6 separate regions of the Mus musculus genome follow, and regions 2, 3, 4, 5 and 6 are each linked to region 1. Evidence: chromatin contacts called from public capture Hi-C and promoter capture Hi-C data. All regions are on one chromosome and are shown on one strand. Each heading gives the region's core, a stretch centred on a gene start, on an enhancer-like site or on the middle of the called end of the contact. The rest is flanking DNA. Distances are from core to core; before and after follow the strand shown. Region 1 holds the start of Gosr1 (golgi SNAP receptor complex member 1). Region 2 holds the start of Glod4 (glyoxalase domain containing 4). Region 3 holds the start of Coro6 (coronin 6). Region 4 holds the start of Gemin4 (gem nuclear organelle associated protein 4). Region 5 overlaps Ssh2 (slingshot protein phosphatase 2). Region 6 holds the start of Vps53 (VPS53 GARP complex subunit).

What was found. Promoter capture Hi-C pulls out the DNA fragments that hold promoters and counts their contacts. Capture Hi-C pulls out chosen DNA fragments and counts their contacts.
Region 2: a promoter capture Hi-C map of liver shows a contact between it and region 1, with 2.8 times the contacts expected there. The contact joins the promoter of Glod4 here to the promoter of Gosr1 in region 1. A contact is called at or near these places in 1 of 39 promoter capture datasets (liver) and 2 of 484 Hi-C or Micro-C datasets (CD4 T cells and liver).
Region 3: a contact with region 1 is called in a capture Hi-C map of embryonic stem cells, with 3 times the contacts expected there. The contact joins the promoter of Coro6 here to the promoter of Gosr1 in region 1. A contact is called at or near these places in 1 of 39 promoter capture datasets (embryonic stem cells), 3 of 115 datasets of contacts at active chromatin or transcription factors (astrocytes, embryonic stem cells and pancreatic cancer cells) and 1 of 9 other capture datasets (embryonic stem cells).
Region 4: a promoter capture Hi-C map of macrophages shows a contact between it and region 1, with 5 read pairs. The contact joins the promoter of Gemin4 here to the promoter of Gosr1 in region 1. A contact is called at or near these places in 4 of 39 promoter capture datasets (liver, macrophages and pre-B cells).
Region 5: a contact with region 1 is called in a promoter capture Hi-C map of the HPC-7 cell line, with 2.8 times the contacts expected there. The contact joins the enhancer-like site here to the promoter of Gosr1 in region 1. A contact is called at or near these places in 5 of 39 promoter capture datasets (the 3T3-L1 cell line, the HPC-7 cell line, hippocampal neurons and 2 more), 1 of 115 datasets of contacts at active chromatin or transcription factors (embryonic stem cells) and 1 of 9 other capture datasets (macrophages).
Region 6: a promoter capture Hi-C map of liver shows a contact between it and region 1, with 2.6 times the contacts expected there. The contact joins the promoter of Vps53 here to the promoter of Gosr1 in region 1. A contact is called at or near these places in 2 of 39 promoter capture datasets (both in liver), 1 of 484 Hi-C or Micro-C datasets (embryonic stem cells), 1 of 115 datasets of contacts at active chromatin or transcription factors (pancreatic cancer cells) and 1 of 9 other capture datasets (adipose tissue).

What each region holds. Positions count from the first base shown.
Region 1 is chr11:76,762,134-76,764,833 of GRCm38.p6, reverse strand. It overlaps Gosr1 (golgi SNAP receptor complex member 1), which reads left to right and starts at 1,256. Exons shown (of 9, transcript NM_016810.4): 1 at 1,256-1,314. The coding sequence starts at 1,284.
Region 2 is chr11:76,242,315-76,245,014 of GRCm38.p6, reverse strand. Glod4 (glyoxalase domain containing 4) reads left to right here and starts at 1,316. Exons shown (of 9, transcript NM_026029.3): 1 at 1,316-1,460. The coding sequence starts at 1,371. It overlaps Mrm3 (mitochondrial rRNA methyltransferase 3), which reads right to left and starts at 1,279. Exons shown (of 4, transcript NM_183263.5): 1 at 929-1,279; 2 at 492-736. The coding sequence starts at 1,242.
Region 3 is chr11:77,462,592-77,465,291 of GRCm38.p6, reverse strand. Coro6 (coronin 6) reads right to left here and starts at 1,381. Exons shown (of 10, transcript NM_139128.2): 1 at 1,182-1,381. The coding sequence starts at 1,379.
Region 4 is chr11:76,216,183-76,218,882 of GRCm38.p6, reverse strand. Gemin4 (gem nuclear organelle associated protein 4) reads left to right here and starts at 1,311. Exons shown (of 2, transcript NM_177367.3): 1 at 1,311-1,405. The coding sequence starts at 1,396. It overlaps Dbil5 (diazepam binding inhibitor-like 5), which reads right to left and starts at 1,270. Exons shown (of 2, transcript NM_021294.2): 1 at 1,135-1,270; 2 at 218-656. The coding sequence starts at 611. The coding sequence ends at 348.
Region 5 is chr11:77,317,283-77,320,033 of GRCm38.p6, reverse strand. The region is part of intron 1 of Ssh2 (slingshot protein phosphatase 2); the gene reads right to left. Among named protein-coding and RNA genes, the nearest start is that of Gm24989, 74 kb to the right of the region's middle. Within about 2 kb of position 1,398, at least 28 of the 459 cell types and tissues checked have an H3K27ac peak or open chromatin away from gene starts, as enhancers often do. A contact at or near this core is called in the HPC-7 cell line, where this site is marked.
Region 6 is chr11:76,178,209-76,180,908 of GRCm38.p6, reverse strand. It overlaps Vps53 (VPS53 GARP complex subunit), which reads left to right and starts at 1,271. Exons shown (of 22, transcript NM_026664.4): 1 at 1,271-1,496. The coding sequence starts at 1,410. It also overlaps a transcript of Tlcd3a not described here.

The DNA of each region.
Region 1 (2,700 bases), core at 7-2,506:
AAGGGTTCCAGGAAGAACGGCTTCTCTTAGGTAAGATGTCCAATGAACCATTCCCACCGTGGGCATCTTTATGTCAGGAAGGTCAGAGGGAATGATCAGCTGTGATCAAGGACACGGTGTGTTAACTCAGATACTCTCCTTCTGTCCTCCCGGACCTGGTATTTTTTACTCTTTGGGCCATTTTGCTACACTATTGCTTTCTCACAGAGCCAGCCAGGTAGCCCATCCCCAGCCAGGGGGTCTCTGGGACAATTTACAAGAAATATGCTTGGGTATTAAGTATGTGTGTGACTGGGGCACGGGGTGACAACCCTATGTCCACAACCAGCTTTTCAATGGACTTAAACAACACATAACAATTTATTACTATAATGCATATTATACTCAGCCAGTAAATTGCTTGGCATGCATGCATTAGGATGTGAGTTCAGATCCCTAGGACAAACATGAAAAGGCCAGGCGTGTCATCATATGTCTGTAATCCCAGCACTGGGAAAGCCAAAACTGGGGCTGGATAGCCAGCTAGTCTAACGACATCAGTGAGCTTCAGGCTGTGGGCACATGGAAGCTGTTAGCAAGGGACAGAGGACTGATGCTCTGCTGTAGACATAGGGAAGTCAACCAGGGAAGGAACTTTACATACTGGACAGTGGAAGATGGGCAGGAAAAGAACCACTGGCTCTGAGAAAGGAAAATGCTGATTGAAGGTACTTTTTCTTTTTCTTTTTCTTTTTCTTCTTGAGACATTTATCCCCACCTAGCCTTGAACTCTCTATGTAGCTGAGGATGACCTTGAACTTCTGGTCTTTTTATCCCCACATTCTGAGTACTAGGATTAAAGGCATATACTACCATGTTCTGTTTATGGAATGCTGGGGGTCGAACCCAGACCCTCTTACATTCAGGCAAGGCACCTGCCCCATTAAGCTTGACACCACCACCACCACCCCCCCACCTCCGGTCCCAAGACATCCTATTTAAGGGGAGATAATGGAAATTGTGTCTCTCCTCTAAGTCACCCGCTGAAAAGAACAATCCGAGATGAAGAAATTGAAGACTGAAGACTGAAAAGATGTGGTATGAACACCCAGAACAGCTAAACGACGCTTTCAAACGAGCTACTTAAAGCTGTAAAATAACGAATTGTCCACCAGGTGGCAGTGTCTAAGGAGGCTAGCGTATCCCATCAGCCTCGGCGCTCGGGGGTGGAAGAAGGCGTGGAGGTGACTCTCTGGCCTTCAAGGCCTCTACTCGCCTGTCCCGACTGACGTTGGGCAACAAAGATGGCGGCAGGAACCAGCAATTACTGGGAAGGTGAGGGCAAGGCCTCGGAGTGGGTTCCACCGGGTGCAGAGTGAACTTAATGAGGCTGGATCTTGAGGGAGGCAGCAGAGGGAAGAGCCAGGCTACGGAATGAGCCACACTTTGGGATGAGGTTGTCCAAGAGGAGCCCTGGGCCTGGGAACTTGGGGAAGGAGCTGGGGCGGAGTGAGCCGGACCTGGGAAGGGGTTGGGTCCGGGAGTGGAGGGAGCCGGGATGGAGAGGAAGAGGCGCCTGAGGCTCCAGATGGAAGTGTGTGAGGGGTAGTGAGGCTCTCCGGATGGGGCTGCGGGGACGAGCTCTTGGGAGGAGGGTGTTGAGCAACAATATCCAGAGCCCGGAAGACGAGCAGTCAGAACCTTGGAGTTGAGGTCACTGTCAGACAACTAGGAGTGAGGAGGGACTTGTCAGCGCCAGCCTTGCAGGGATATTTTAGTGGATGGTCGTCTCCTCCTGGACCCCAACTGGCAATTTGAGATTGAGACTTTAATGACGACTGGGTGACAGAATACTGAAAATAACTGTACCTTCTTCCCTGGACTCCAAGATCGGTTTTGTTAAAAATGATAGCAAAAAAAGGTTCTAATGAATACGTTTGCTGTTCGTCTCCCGCCAGGAAAACCTTCAGTTGTGCTTATTTAATTCCTGAAAGTCTGGTCCACTCAAGTGAGGTCACACAAAACCTTCCTAGTCCACAGTGATCCACAGAGATCAGAAATGGCCCACTTTGTTTCATTTAACCTTTTGCTTATTTAGTTTTTAAGCCTATTTCCTCTTTTTGTCCCATGAAGCCCCTGGGAAATATGGTATTGTCACCATCAGCCAGTAGATCTAAGGGACTGAATTTTATGTTCTGTCATGTTTTCAAAATACATTCTACTTTATGCTTTTCATTAGACTAAATAGATAAATAGAATTACAGAGAAACATGCCTATAGTTTAAAATGTGTATTTAAAATGCCCTTTGGAAATACTTGTCGTAGCTAGAATTTCTTTTTAAACTATGTAGATAGGAGTAGCTGCTATGATAGTCATTATTGATAGTCATTAGGCTGTGGGTTTTTGAAACACTATACTGTAATAATTAAAGCAATTAATATATTGACAATATATCTTTGTACCAGATGCTTTAAGCATGTATAGAAAAACTGAAAGCTTGAGGTTTTTAAATGAACTGGATCATCAGTAAATCTCAAAGACAATAGGTGGCTGAGCTGACGTTAGGAGTGGGATTTGGTCTCTGGGTAGATACACTCCACCATATAATTCTGCTTCCTGCCTTGGATTGCAAAATATAATGACACAGTGTCTTGATATTCTTTAGTCCTGAGACATTCTTACATTATTCCTTCCTGTGTTTACTCCTTTCATTTGAATTT
Region 2 (2,700 bases), core at 67-2,566, 520 kb after region 1:
CCAGGCTGACCTCAAACTCAGAAATCTGCCTGCCTCTGCCTTCCAAATTCTGGAATTTTAAAGGCTTGCATTACTCCTGGCTCATAAAATGTTTTTAACATTCCATAAAACAAACAAACAAACAACAACTGGGCTTTTTTTTTTTTTTTCATGCCTCCTCAGCAGGAAGGAGGTGCAAACAGGAATGTCAGGGGTCGAAGCTATCCATAGCTACATACAGAATGTGAAGCCTGCCTGAACTACAATTGTCAAAAACAAGCAAAAGCCCCACAATTAAGTATGAATGAGAAATTGGTTCAGTTGCCAGTAAAATACCATCAAAACATAGAGGCCTGAGAAGTCCTATTTCTTTTTAGACGTTAGTCAATAAAAATTTAAACTTGATTTAAATAAAATTCGTTACCTTAAGACAAGTATGAACAAGAAAGTCTAGGATACTACACTTGTATGAAATAGAAATCCCAGATATTGGCACACTGTATATCACTGACCCATTATTCCTTGTGGCGTTACTAGGTCTGACCAATCCTTGATGTCCTCAAATTTCACCTTAATGAGGCTGACGTCTTTCAGCTTGTCTACCGGCAACTCCTTGACGTACTCCAGACGGCTAAAAAAGAACGCTTTGGGCACAGCTCCAGCCTTGAGAGCATCTGCAATCAGCCTGCGACCTTCCAGTAGGATCTTCCCTTGCTTTTCCCGAAAAGGCCTGGACTTAACTATTGTCATCACACTGCTGTGGGTGCAAACAGAGAGGGGATGATTATCAACGCTCTTGGCATGGAGGGATACATGAAGTTCTAACAGACACGCACAAGCCTCAAAAGACGACATTTATTTTGCACCGTCGAAACAGTAAGAGCCAGAAGCTTCACAGTGAAGCAAGAAAAGAAACGGGAGCAGATGACAAGTCTCAAAAACATATCACCTTAGCCTCCTGTCCCCGGGAAAGGCCTTATCGTAGCGAAGCCCTGCCTCTTCCCAGGTGTGAGGGGTCTGGGATGGGGATGTCTCAAGAGGCTGTTTCTGTCGCTGTCCCTGGGAACTGGCCTTAGGGACCGCCTTGCGAGGCTGCTGGTCAGGAGCGCGCTTCCGTTCCTCCACCTGTCCCGAGGGAGACAACACTCTCACCGGGCTACGCCGCAGCGCCCGGACCCAGCGCCGAGCGTTGAGGTCCCGAGTCTGGACCACCCGCAGCAATGATCCCAGGGAGCACCACATGCCCTTCGCCGGCGCTGCCATCTTTCCCCTGGCGCGCGCTACCTCACCCGAGCGCGCGGTCGAGTGTTAGTGACGTCACCCGACGATCCTTCCCGGTTTGGTGGGCGGGGTGTCCCTCTGCCTGGAACTCGGTTTTCGTGTTGGGAGCCATGGCCACTCGTCGAGCTCTGCACTTCGTTTTCAAAGTGAAGAACCGCTTCCAGACAGTGCATTTCTTTCGAGATGTCCTGGGGATGCAGGTGCAGACCGGGACCGAGCGGGGCTAGCGCGAGACCCCGATGGGCGGCCGGGCCGCACCAGGGGAGGGAAGACGCCGTGGGCGCGCGGCCACCCCAGCCGCCAGGCCCTAGACTCCGCGTTGCCACGCCGGTGTTTTCAGCTTTTGCGAGCCCCCCTCTTTCGGGTTGGGAAGCCTTTGAAAGGGGACTCACCTACCAGCTGTGTTGTCTACGCACGTTCACCTACAGCCCTTCTCAAATATTTTTTACACTCCTGGCTTGGGGAGCCTGCTGTCTATAGTGAAGGAGCGTTGATAGGCAAAACGTTATTTTAAAAAGCCCCTTCCAGTTCACGACAGAGCGGTCTCCTGGTTTGAAAGGTTTGGGTGTGATCAGCAAATTTCGGCTTCCATCAGAGCTGCGGATTTGAAATTTAGGCTCTGGGAGGGGGACCCATGGCTTTGCGCATGCTAAACAAGCACTCCGCCATCGGATTCCGCGAACAAGCCCTGTCCGAGCAAGTTTGAACGGTCTCTTTCGTAGGTGCTCATGATCTGTGGCTCTGTTCTAAACAGCCCAGATGTAAGTATGAGGTCAGAATCAAGTCGCCTTCCTAGTACCTGGAAACAGTCTGAGAAGCTGTGATTCTAAGGGGGTCACTTAGCTGAAAGTGTAGCGGAAAGGTTTATTGAGCTCTTTGGTAAGCCAGGGAGGTAGGAGCACACCAGTGCAGAATTTATTTATTTATTTTTAACAGACTTGTAGCAGTCCAAGTCTAGCTGGGTGTAGAGATGGTACAGGAGGTAAGGACTGTAAAGGAAGTTGCACAAATCAGTCAACACAGGTTAGTCATAAAAATATCTGCTGTGTAGGGGCTGGAGACATGGCTCAACTTTTAAGAATGATTGCTCTTCTTCCAGAGGGTGTAAGATGGGTTCCAGGTGTTGGATGGCTCACAACCATCTGTAACTACAACTCCCAGGGAATCTGACCTGTGGCAGGCAGGCAGATAGACACACACACACACACACACACACACTCCTGGTGTTTGAAGGTACCATGGTAAGGTTAGGTATAGACTAAATGACTCTGGCATTTGTTCCCAATTAGAGCACATGATGTAGGAAATATTAGATTTATACCTACCAGTCAGAGTTTAGTGATACTACATGTCATTATTCTATTTCTTCATTGATCAAAAGATTGTTGTTAAGATTAAACATGTTACCTTTTAGGTGGTAACTGACTCACAGGTAGTTTG
Region 3 (2,700 bases), core at 132-2,631, 700 kb before region 1:
ACTCAAGTTAAGGTCTCATTATGTTGATTAGCCTAGGCTGATCTTGCCTCGGTCTTCCCAGTGCTGGGCTCATGGGCGTGAACCCACATGCCCTGTGAGGAGGATGTGCTTGAACCTGTCCCCCAAGTTGGAGGACCTTTGGCAAGCCCCTGGAGAGAGAGGTCTGAGTGAGTGACTCTGACGGCAGTGGCTTAGCCCCTGGGGCAGACCTCTCCCTTGGTTTCACCTTGGAGTCATAGGCAGCACGCAGTCTTGGTGCTGAGTGTCCCTTACCAGGGGCTGGCACTCGTCTTTCTTTTTGTCTTCATGAGTAAGTTGTGGGAGCTCTGAAGACTCTGCAGGGGTTGGCATTGGCCCAAAGCACATAGTCTGGGAGAGAGGGTGACTAAATGCCATTGACATGGCAGTCACACTGGGGGAGGAGGTGGCTCGGGCTGAAATGTGAGCCCTTGGGATGCTGTCTCTGGATGGTGTCTGCATTGTCCAGCGTGAGTCATAGGCTATTGTCAGGCCTGTCCTGACCCCACCACTTGTGAGGTCTTCTTTAGCAAGGTATAGGGCTCAGTATCTAGGTCAAGGTTATGCTTTGGGGTATCTCTCCTGGGGTACAGATGGCTACGTGTCTGCAAAGGTGGCAGTCAGTGCCTGGCCCTTTCCCTCATGTGCAGGGGAGGGAAGGCTCTGACTATTGTAACTTCTCTTTTTAGTTTCATCCCACTCCCAGGATCAGAGTCTGAACACCTCTCTCTCTCTCTCTCTCTCTCTCTCTCTCTCTCTCTCTCTCTCTCTCTCTCTCTGTATCTCTGTCTCTCTCTGTTTCTGTGTGTGTCTGTGTGTCTCTCTCCATCTCTCTGACTCTGCCTTTCTCTGACACTAGGTAAAGATAAGGTTAGAGTCTGACTGGACCTTGGTCTGCTGTATCCCAACCATCTCCATCACTAACACCCATCTTGGTTTCTGCTAGGAACACAGTGCTCTGTGGCCTAGAGATCGGGCGCACAGGTCACGCTGATGTTGCTGTTCTCCACCATTCTTTGTGGGTTTGGCAAAGACAGAGTACCCAGTCCACACAGACTGCCCTTCTGGAGGCCTGGACTTCAGTGAGAAAAGGCTAGTGTGGGATATATCCCAGAGACCCTAGCCAGTGCCCTCCCAATTGCTTTCTTCCCCTCACCCCTCACCTTGGCCAGAGGCAGGACAATGAAGGCACCTCCACCTCCAGCCTCCACAATAATGGCTAGAAATTTGGGGTTGACGGCACAGAAGGCGCTGTCCCATGTGACCTTGGATACCCGGATGTCCTCATAGGCCTGGTCAGCCTTTGCTGCCTGACCAAACACGTGGCGGAACTTGCTCTGCCGAACAACACGCCGGCTCATGGCTGGGGCAAAGATAGGGAGTATCAGAGTCTAGAGGCACGTTGGTCCTTAATCCTGCGAGCTGTGGAAGGGAGGAGTGAGTGAGTAGGATTATCTGGCCAGGATCTTCAAAGTGACCAAAGTTGGAGGCTGGTTTTTGACATCTGTCTCATGTTGTTTAATATGAGGGACAAGGATGGGGAATCTCACCGCTTCTTAGACACACAGGCTAGCCGGGATAGCAGAGGCTGACACAGGGCTGAAACTTCCTCCAAGACCTAATGTTTTGAGGAGGAATATCAGGGGGTCCCCTCATGCTGCTAGTCATGTATGAGACCTCTTTGCAAGTGTTTGTCTCTCTGAAAGGCTCCCCACCCAACACCTTCTCTTTTAGTCAGTGGACCGTAGCTCAAGGCTAGGTAGGACTGCAGCCCTCAAGATCCCATATTCACATCGCTGAGTTCAAGCCGGTGTGTCTTTTTCTACAGCTTGGCCAAGAGAAGAGGTCCTTTTGTTAGCCCTGCTTCCTACTCTTTTTAAAAGATTCCTCCGGTGGTGTGGGGTATGTGGGAGTAGGGCGATCTTCCTTCTGTCTATTTCCCCATGCACTGATTTCTCCGGATGGGGTGGGGTGGGGGAGTCCTGGCTATGGTCATCTGACACAAATATCATACTTTGGTCCAGCCTCTTGGGTGCGATGCCTGGGCTGGCTAGTCCGTTCTCTTGAGGGTGGGGGCCCTCGACCCCACCTGCAAGGACCAGATGTGCAACCAGGGAGGAGGTGAGGTCCTCTTTCTGGTTCTACGACTTCGGCTTCTGGAGCTAGGAGCTTAGCAATGCTTGCTACTTTTCCCAAGGGGACACAGCAGGTTCTCCCAAAGGCCAACTGCTTCCTGCCCCTCCCCTGCCCGGGCATCCTTGTGCCCTTCAAACCACTTCTGTAGCCCCAGGCCTGAAGGCCGGCCTACTCGCCCCCTCCTCCAGCCTCCTGCCCCGGCAGTGCGTTCCTGTGAGACTAGGTGTCTCCTCGCCAGCCGCTGTCCGGCCAAATATAGACACCAAGTCCGCCCTGACGAACTGAATTTAGCGGCGGGGGGGGGGGGGGGCGCAGACCTCTGCCCCCTCCAGAGACCCCGCCCGCGCCGTTGGCTGCGGTGGCGGAGGCAGGGAGGGGGGTACCTGGTCCTAAGCCGGGCGGGGGTGCTCACGCTGCGACTCCTCTGCGGAGCGGGCCGGGGTATGCGAAGGGCCGAGGAGGCGGCGTCCGTGCGTCCGGGCCAGGGTGTTCCGGCCGCTGCCTGCGGCTCTCGGCTGCGGGCTCCGCTGCAGTCCCAGCTGCTGC
Region 4 (2,700 bases), core at 62-2,561, 550 kb after region 1:
CCCACCCCTGGTTATTTTAATAGCATGATTCACCCCACCTCTTTGCTCTTCTGCCAAATATCCACACACATTGTGGAACTGGGAAGACTATTAATGCCAGTCAGACCACAGAAAGGCAGATTAATGGAGTTTCACCCAGCAGAGAGAGGCTTCTACACATCTAAATACTTCTCCAGGACCCTCAAAGTTTCTCTTTTGCCACAGACTCCACTCTCATGCAGTTTGAATGATTTATTGGTGTTTCTGCTAACGCTGCTACCCTTTCAGTGTGTTTCAGCCATCAGGAATCTTAAACCCGTCCCCTACCAGTGGAGCCATGCTACTTCCTTGTGTCTGCCAAAATGCTCTTAGCATGGCTCCTTTTTCTTCAGCTCTTCCACTTTAGCAATGTAGATCCTCATGGCATCCATCTTGGACATCCCTTTGTTTACCATCCAGGCCTCATATTTGGCCTTTGCTCTCACATCTGTGGCAGGAGGGACAGGGATGTTACAGTCGCCCTGGGTGGCCTGTTTGTAAAAGCTGTACACCAGCAGTTTCTCCTGATCACTCACAGGCCCCTTCAGCTGCTTGAGTGAAGCACAGGCCATTTCAAACTCCACTTGGCTCATTGGTATACCAGAGGCAATGCTTCTGTTTTTAAGTGATGCGGGGTACTAGAAGAAAGTTGGAAATAAGCAAACCATGTTATTGTTAGGCCTTGGAAAGAAGGGGTAAAGAGATAATGTGTGGGATGAACACGGGGCGTTTGTGTGTTTAATAACGTACAAATCGAGGACCAGGAATCCATTCAATTGCTCCTGCCCCGCAGAGCTTTTTCCAGTGTGACTGCCCTTCAAAGTTATAAAAGCACCTATGAGCTCTGAAAGTTGACTCTGCTGTTGCCTATAGGAGATAGTGCAGCATGAAAAGCAAGCATATAGGGAGTTTTGTGTGTCTTGGGGGGGGGGGGGATGAATCCCGTGGATCCGCTGCTGGTTAGTACACAGCTGAAGGAAAGTTATTCCATGTGGGTGAATCCGGGGCGAGAGCTGCCCGGGGTTCCTGAGTGAGGGTGAATGAGGGGTCTGGACTAAGGGGTTCGACCTCCTTGCCTGAAGGGGTCAGGTTCCACATGGAGACAGCCAACAGTACCTGTGGTTAAGAAGGCTGGGAAGCCTAGGCCGAGAGGGGGCGCTGTGGCTAGGGTGGCTTCGACGCTGCGAGCTTGTTGGAGAGGAGTACGCGTGCGCCTTGAACGGCAGCGGCTAGCAGACTACAGCACGGAAGCGGAGAAGCGCTGTGGGCGGAGCCTGTGACGCGCCTGTAGCGCCGCCCTTTGTGCCGTGGCGCGGGCAACGCGTTCGCGGCCTTGGACTAGGAGGGGCGGTCTAGCCCGCCGCCAGCGTCGCCGCCATGGACCTAGGTGGGTTCCCACTTCCCTACTCCGGCCCCTGGGCCGCACCCCCCCAAAGCACCTCCTGGGCAGGCTGAGGCTCTGCACTGCTCCTACGGTGCTCGGGAGGCTGGGGGCTTGAGGAGTTTTGGGGGACCCGCAGTCGCGAGGCCGGCCTCCATCCTGTAGCCCCACCACATGACGGTCTCCTAGAGTCCTCCTCCGTCCTTCGTAGTGTCTTCCCAGTGGGAAACCGGGAGCGAATATAGCCTTGATTCTCCTGGAAATGCTCAGGGCTACTGCACGTGTTTCGGAAATGCCGGGCTGGGAGGGACGGACGTCCGGAGAGTTCTTCGTTATTAAATGACTGCCGAGTTAGTGAACATGTTTCTTATTAGGTCGCCTAGTGCATAAAGCAAAAATACTGATACTGTCTTTCTCCCAGAGGCTTGGCGTTTTCTTTGCGACCACGTGCATAACAGGACCCCATTCGTTGACTCACGCAAAGCGACCACCCCACCCCCACCCCTCTCTTGTGAGCAGGAGTTGCGCAGCCTGAGATTTCACTTTTTGAATCCGAATTCGAGTGCTGCTTGGTTTGGAGTATCCTCCTAGGCGAGGTCTGGAAGTAAGGCGGAGTTGATAGAAATCTGTGGCCATCTGCCAACCCTCTCCACCCTGCTAGGTGTGCTCTTTAGAGGGTAAGACTAGGAGGCCGTCCTGGGAAGTACTCCAAGATTTGCAAATAATACGCTGTGGAGAAATGTCTTTGTCCCTAGCCAGCTCTTTAGTGTGGAATGGTAGTTTCGTGCCCTGCAGCTGTGAAGAGTGCTGCCAAGGCTTGACTCCCTAGTTGAGACACCTTGCAAAGTTGTGCCTGGGCCTCTAGCTTCCCATCTCCAAAACAGGAGTTATAATCCTCAAGAAGTTAGTTTGACGATTACATGATTTTTATAGGTGTCAAGCTGGGTGTGGTAGCTTATGTCTAACTAGCACTCTGGAAGCAGAGGCAGGAGGATCTCAAAATTCTAGGCCGACCTGGTCTGTATAGTTTCAAGCCAGTTCCAGCTATATAACAAGAGCCTATCTCAGAAAAAAATACAAGTATGCCACCCAGCACAGTGCCTACCAAAGTAACCAGTCACTTCCTAGCACCAGCTACTGATTTAAAAAAAAAAAAAAAAAAAAAAGCCTTTGAGTTTCCCCTGGCTATGAGCTGAGTCTGGGACTTTTCTCAAGCCACATGTACACAGTCTCTGAAAGGCACATGTTTGGCCGCAGACATTTGCTCTGCTAAGCCGATGTCTAATGCAATAAAATGTCAT
Region 5 (2,751 bases), core at 149-2,648, 560 kb before region 1:
ACTGCCCAGCTCAAAGTTGGTTTCAAATGCCAGACATTAATGCTATTTCTTCTATCACCTGGAAATATCTGTTTCCCTCCAATTCTATCTTTACTCTAGCACCATCCAGTTCTGTTTCTAGGTTATGAGTGGGTTCTTCATTTATCTTTCACCATTAAACTGTAAGGTTTTTTTTTGTTTGTTTGATTTGTTTTGTTTTGTTTTAGTTCAAGAACCATGCCTAATCCCACCTGTCATCACAGTGCCCTAGGTACAAGATGGGACTAGAGGAAGAGGCAAAATCAAGTGGCTGTAGTGATTAACTAGTGAGATTTCTTATAGGCAAACACTTAAAACCAACTGGTTATACATTTCCAGCAAGTATGGACTATGTATTTGCAACCTGTTAGCTTTAACAAGTTTGAAGAACTTTGTTGTGTTGCTTGTTTTTTCAGGAGGTGATTTGGGCCCTAAGGCTTTCCTTTTGGCTAAGCAAACAATTTACTTGTTTTTATTTCTGTATGCATACATTCAATATCAACTCACCAATGTCTTATTTTCTAGCCAGTAAATAAGACTGATCCTTATCCTTGGATATTTCACATTGTAACTCAAGGAGAAAGTTCTATTAAAAATGTTAATTGCCTCACTTGGACCAAAGCAAAGTTGGACAGTATAGCATAGAAGCATCAGAGGAAGAAATAACTCTAGGATTGGAAAGTGTTTTAGCTAAGTTAACTTTTACGTTGGGCTTGAACTAGAAAGTTTTGTCAAGTAGTAAAAGCAGACTTATTTCAGGCAGAGGCACAAAGAACCGAAAATGTTACAGGCTATCTGATCACACTGTGTATCTCAAGATTGTGTTATTTACTGAAGGAAAAAAAAAAAAAAAAGACCTGTTTCTAGTCATGATATGGCTCAGCATTAGCACACAACTTTAATTTGTCTGGCAGGAATACAGACTTACCCTGAATCCCAAACAATGAAGATAAATTTAGTTTGTAGAAAGAAGCACCCATGTTTGAAAGTGATATCTAATTGGTGGCAAACAAAGTGATGAATCAGAGAAATATTTGACAGAATAGGATCTGCCCAACTCTCAAAGGAGAGAGGAAAGGGAAGCTACTTAAGTGTGCAGTGCAGAGAGAGAGGAAGTAGAAAGGAGGCAGTTTTACCAGGACAGTTATAAAGAGAGGTTTCAGAGAGGGAACATGGTAGACACAGGTGAAGACAGAACAAACCAGAGAATAAGGAGCCAAAAGATCAGAATATACTGCCAAAGTTTGTATTATACAAAACAGAGCAATTTAGGAGAAGCTGAGAGAAGCCAGATTGAATCAATTAATGTAAAGCCAAGTTTTGAGCCAGGAACAGCTGAGTTGACTAGCCAGCCAGAGTTCAGAAAGACCTAGAAAGGGTGAGCTTATTTAGCAGTGACAACATTCTAGGCTTAGATAAGATTCTATAGAGGCTAGAGGCTTCTAGGACTAGGCCTAGGTTAGCAGAAAAAGGCAGTAAAAATAAGAGATGACAATTACTATAGGAGAATAAAAGTTACTTTTACAAGAATAAGTGGAAACAAGTTTCACATTTGAGGAGCATTGAGTAGTTGTGCATTGCTGGAACAAAGGTAGAATTGGGGGTTAAAGCTATCAAGTAGTCTTACTGTTATGGTTCCACAATGCTAGGTATCCTACCATGACAGCTCTATAGCCAGGAAACTGGATTATCCATTAACTAGATATGGTAGATATAATTTATCAGTTTTCTCTGCCCTTGGCAATAAACTAATAATGGGGGGGGGCTAGGGGGTGTCAGGAAAAAAATCAATAGTGGCCTTTTAAGAGGAAGTGTGCACTTTGGAACTAAAGATAGTGCTGTGCTTCTGGTCTGTGGAAGCAGGAGGATGTAAAGGCACTGTGACAACTCTACTGGTTGTCACCATGGCTGGATTTAAAGGTGTCTAGAACTGGTGAAAGGCATCTGAGTGAATGTGGAGATGTGTACAGAGAGGACTAACATGTGAGAGCAAGTAGGGAGTGGGGAGATCCACTCTTAAGTGTGGACGGTCCCTCCCAAATGGCATCCCAGTTGAAAAAGGAAGAAGCCAGAGGAAAGCAGCAAATGCTTGCCCCGGCTCATTTCTATTTGAATGATTCATCTATATTTGCTGCCATCTACTGACAACAAACTCCATTGTCTTCAGTCATTCCTTATAGACCAGTGGCTCTCCAGGGAGCTCTCAGGCTTTCTGCACTAGATTGGAACTGCTAACACGTCCCATCTACTGTTTTGAGAACTTGGTCCTGTGTGCTGTGTTGCACCAGAGAATATACGTCTATGAACATGCTTTGTGTGTGTGTGTGAATTCGGTTGGTTCTGTATCTCTAGAAAACTCTGCTTAATACAGGTACCATTCCTAGTGTTTGGATTACTTGTTAAGAGAAAGCTTAGCCTATTTCCTAGGAGCAAAGAAAATGGAGGTGAAACCAGTTGCATAGATTATTAATTGGTTTGTAACAAATGAATCCCAGGAGCACTTAGCTGGGTGTTCACTCAATACTTATTATTCACTCAGTGCTGTTGTACAGCGAATACATGAAGATCCAAGCAGCTTCAGTCTCACAACTGTTGTTTTGACCTGGATGGCTGTAAAACTGAAGGTACATTGCAGTGCCTAATGTGAGCTCTAATATGGCTTGGGCCCCCTCAAAGGAGAGTAGTTTCAGGGTTGGCTTCTTGCATAGCAGCCCAGGGCTCTAAAAGGATGCT
Region 6 (2,700 bases), core at 22-2,521, 580 kb after region 1:
CAATTTTGCTCTCAGAAATAAATATTCTGCTTTCTGAAATACACTGTGCATATATCGCTATGTCATTAAATAATTGTCAAAATAATACTTTTATGAGTCAATAATATATGTGTGGAGGTTAGAGGGTAACTTGTGGAAGTTAGAACTCTCTTATCAACATGTGGGTTCGATGGATGAATTCAAGCATCAGGCTTGAGGGCAAATGCTCTACTGGCTGAGCCATCTTGATGTCTCTCACAGTCCTCCTGCAATTATATTTTAAAGCATTCTTTTGTTGCTGTTGCTAAAACTTATACTACTCACACATTTTTGGGGGGCAAACTAAAACAACAATAAAATTCCATTCCTAAAACTATAATGTTTTTTAAAAACTAAAAAAAAAAAAGCAAATTATATTATTCCTGAAGCAATTTTTATAAAACTATATGTACGGAAAAAAAAAAAAAAGTTCAGCAGGGCCAGATACTCCTCTGTCGAGGTTTTCACAATGTTGAACTGGTAAGGCAACCCTTCCCTTGGCTGCAATTCCATCATTGTTCCAGTGCCTGCTGGAAAAGCGGTTCCACAGGGCTATCTGGCTCCTCTTTTTGTAATGTACGCGGCTAAACACCCTAACATTTCCTGTACTACCTGCCTAAGTTTGCATAATACTTCCATATTTAATGTCACCCCATCTAACGTAGTGTAAGCAGGGCAGATGGGAATACTTTGTTCAAGATCATAAGGTTATCAAGGGTGTAAATAAGGATGTACAGCCCGGACATTCGGTCTCAAAAACCAAACACTTCCCAGCGTTGGGTCGCTTTTCTCCTTACTCCCCACCCTAGCGAGGAGGCTTCAGACAATTCTGCCCAGTAGATCCTTATCTAAGGAGCAGAAGCTCTCCCAAACCTCAAATGTCTTTGGCAACACTGCCACTTACCAGCTGGGGTCATTTCACTCCCGATGGCAGGGGGACACAGACTGCCCTAGACCAAGGGGATCCAGCGAGCGGGTTGCACGTTGGCTTCATGGCCAGCGGGGCTTATTGCCCATCCATTGGGACACTGCCGTGGCTACCGCTCTCTGGGGCGCCCGGGCGACACTACGGCGCTGGTGGGGGATGCGCCCTGGGCGAAGAAGAGAGGGCTTTCAATCTTAAGAACCCGCCGCGTGCGAACAGGGAACTTGAGGTTAAGGGTTGTCTGGAGATTTTCCAGGGACTTGACAGCCATGCCTGCGGAAGTCAGTCCTCCGCTATCCCAGAGTCCCCCGGTTCCCGGAAGTGCCCAGTTCTCCGGAAGTGCCAGGCTAGCCGAGTAAGTAGCGGCTCCCTCGAGCCCCGTACCTGGAGGCTTGCTCTTCTGGGGTCCTGGTGACAGACAGGTCGCGAGCAGGATTGGAGAGGGCGTCGGGGGCTGAGCGGCGGGATGATGGAGGAGGAGGAACTGGAGTTTGTGGAGGAGCTGGAGGCTGTGCTGCAGCTCACGCCAGAGGTGCAACTCGCCATCGAGCAGGTGAGCGCTCCACCCCCTCGGGAGGAAGCTGCGGTGGAAGGGGCAGCTCTAGGCCAGGGTCGAATCTCCCCTGCTAGGCTGGAAAGGTGGCGGTTCTTATGCTGAGCGGAAGTCTGGATGGTGGTAAAGGTGGGGATGGGTTTTTCAGCCTGGGGACCGAACACGTCTTCTCTAGGCTCTGTGTTTCCGAGGTTGTTACGCCCTGCTGAGTTTGGGCCGAGCTGTCCTCTTTGACAGGATAAACCTAGAGGGAGCCCCGTGACTAGAGAATTCGGATTATGGTTGATTTTAAGACTCTATTCATTTTCCAGCTAGTGCGGCTTCTTCCATTTCTCTGGTTAAACTCTTGGAGTGGTTTGGAATTGGCAGTGGGATACTTCCATTGCGGAAACGAATGACAGAATAGGGTTGTGGGGCGGCATACTGGAAAATGACCCTTGTGCTGGTGTGCGCGTGCGCGCGCACTTGACACTCGCTGGAGTCATCTGGGAAAAGGAAGCCTCAGTTGAGAATTGCTTCCATCAGATTGGCCCACGGGCAATCTGTGGGGGCATTTTCTTGGTTGATGCTGTAGAATGGCCCAGCCCACTGTGGGAGGTACCACCCCTGGGCAGCAGGTTCTGGATTGTATAGAAAAGCAAGCTGAGCAAGCCATGGAAAGCAAGCCAGTAAGTAACATTCCTTCGTGATTTCTGCTCCATTTCCTGGCTTGGCTTCACCTGATGACGACATACTATAACCTGTAATCCAAATAAATTATTTACTTTACAAGTTGTTTTTGGTCATGCTGTGTTATCACAGCAATGTAAAGCAAACTAAGACAAATCTGTACCATAACTAAAAGACTGAGGGCTAGTGAGATAGTTCAGTGGGTAAAGGCACTGTGCCACCAAGCCTGCTGACCTGAGTCTCTTCCCCAGGATCCTCAAAATAGAGGGAGAAAACTACTCCTGGACAAAACACACATACACATGCACACGTCTCCCCAACCTCTGGTCTACAAAGTGAGTTCCAGGACAGCCAGGGATACACAGAGAAACCTGTCTTGAAAAACAAAAAAATAAAGTATTAATGGTCCATATATGCTAATTATTAGTAGTAGAATTATTTTACTTGGGCTACCTTCCCAATAGCCATTAAATGAGACACACTCTTTCTTTCCTTTCTTTTTTATTAGTATTGGAGGTTGAACAAATCCTTGGCA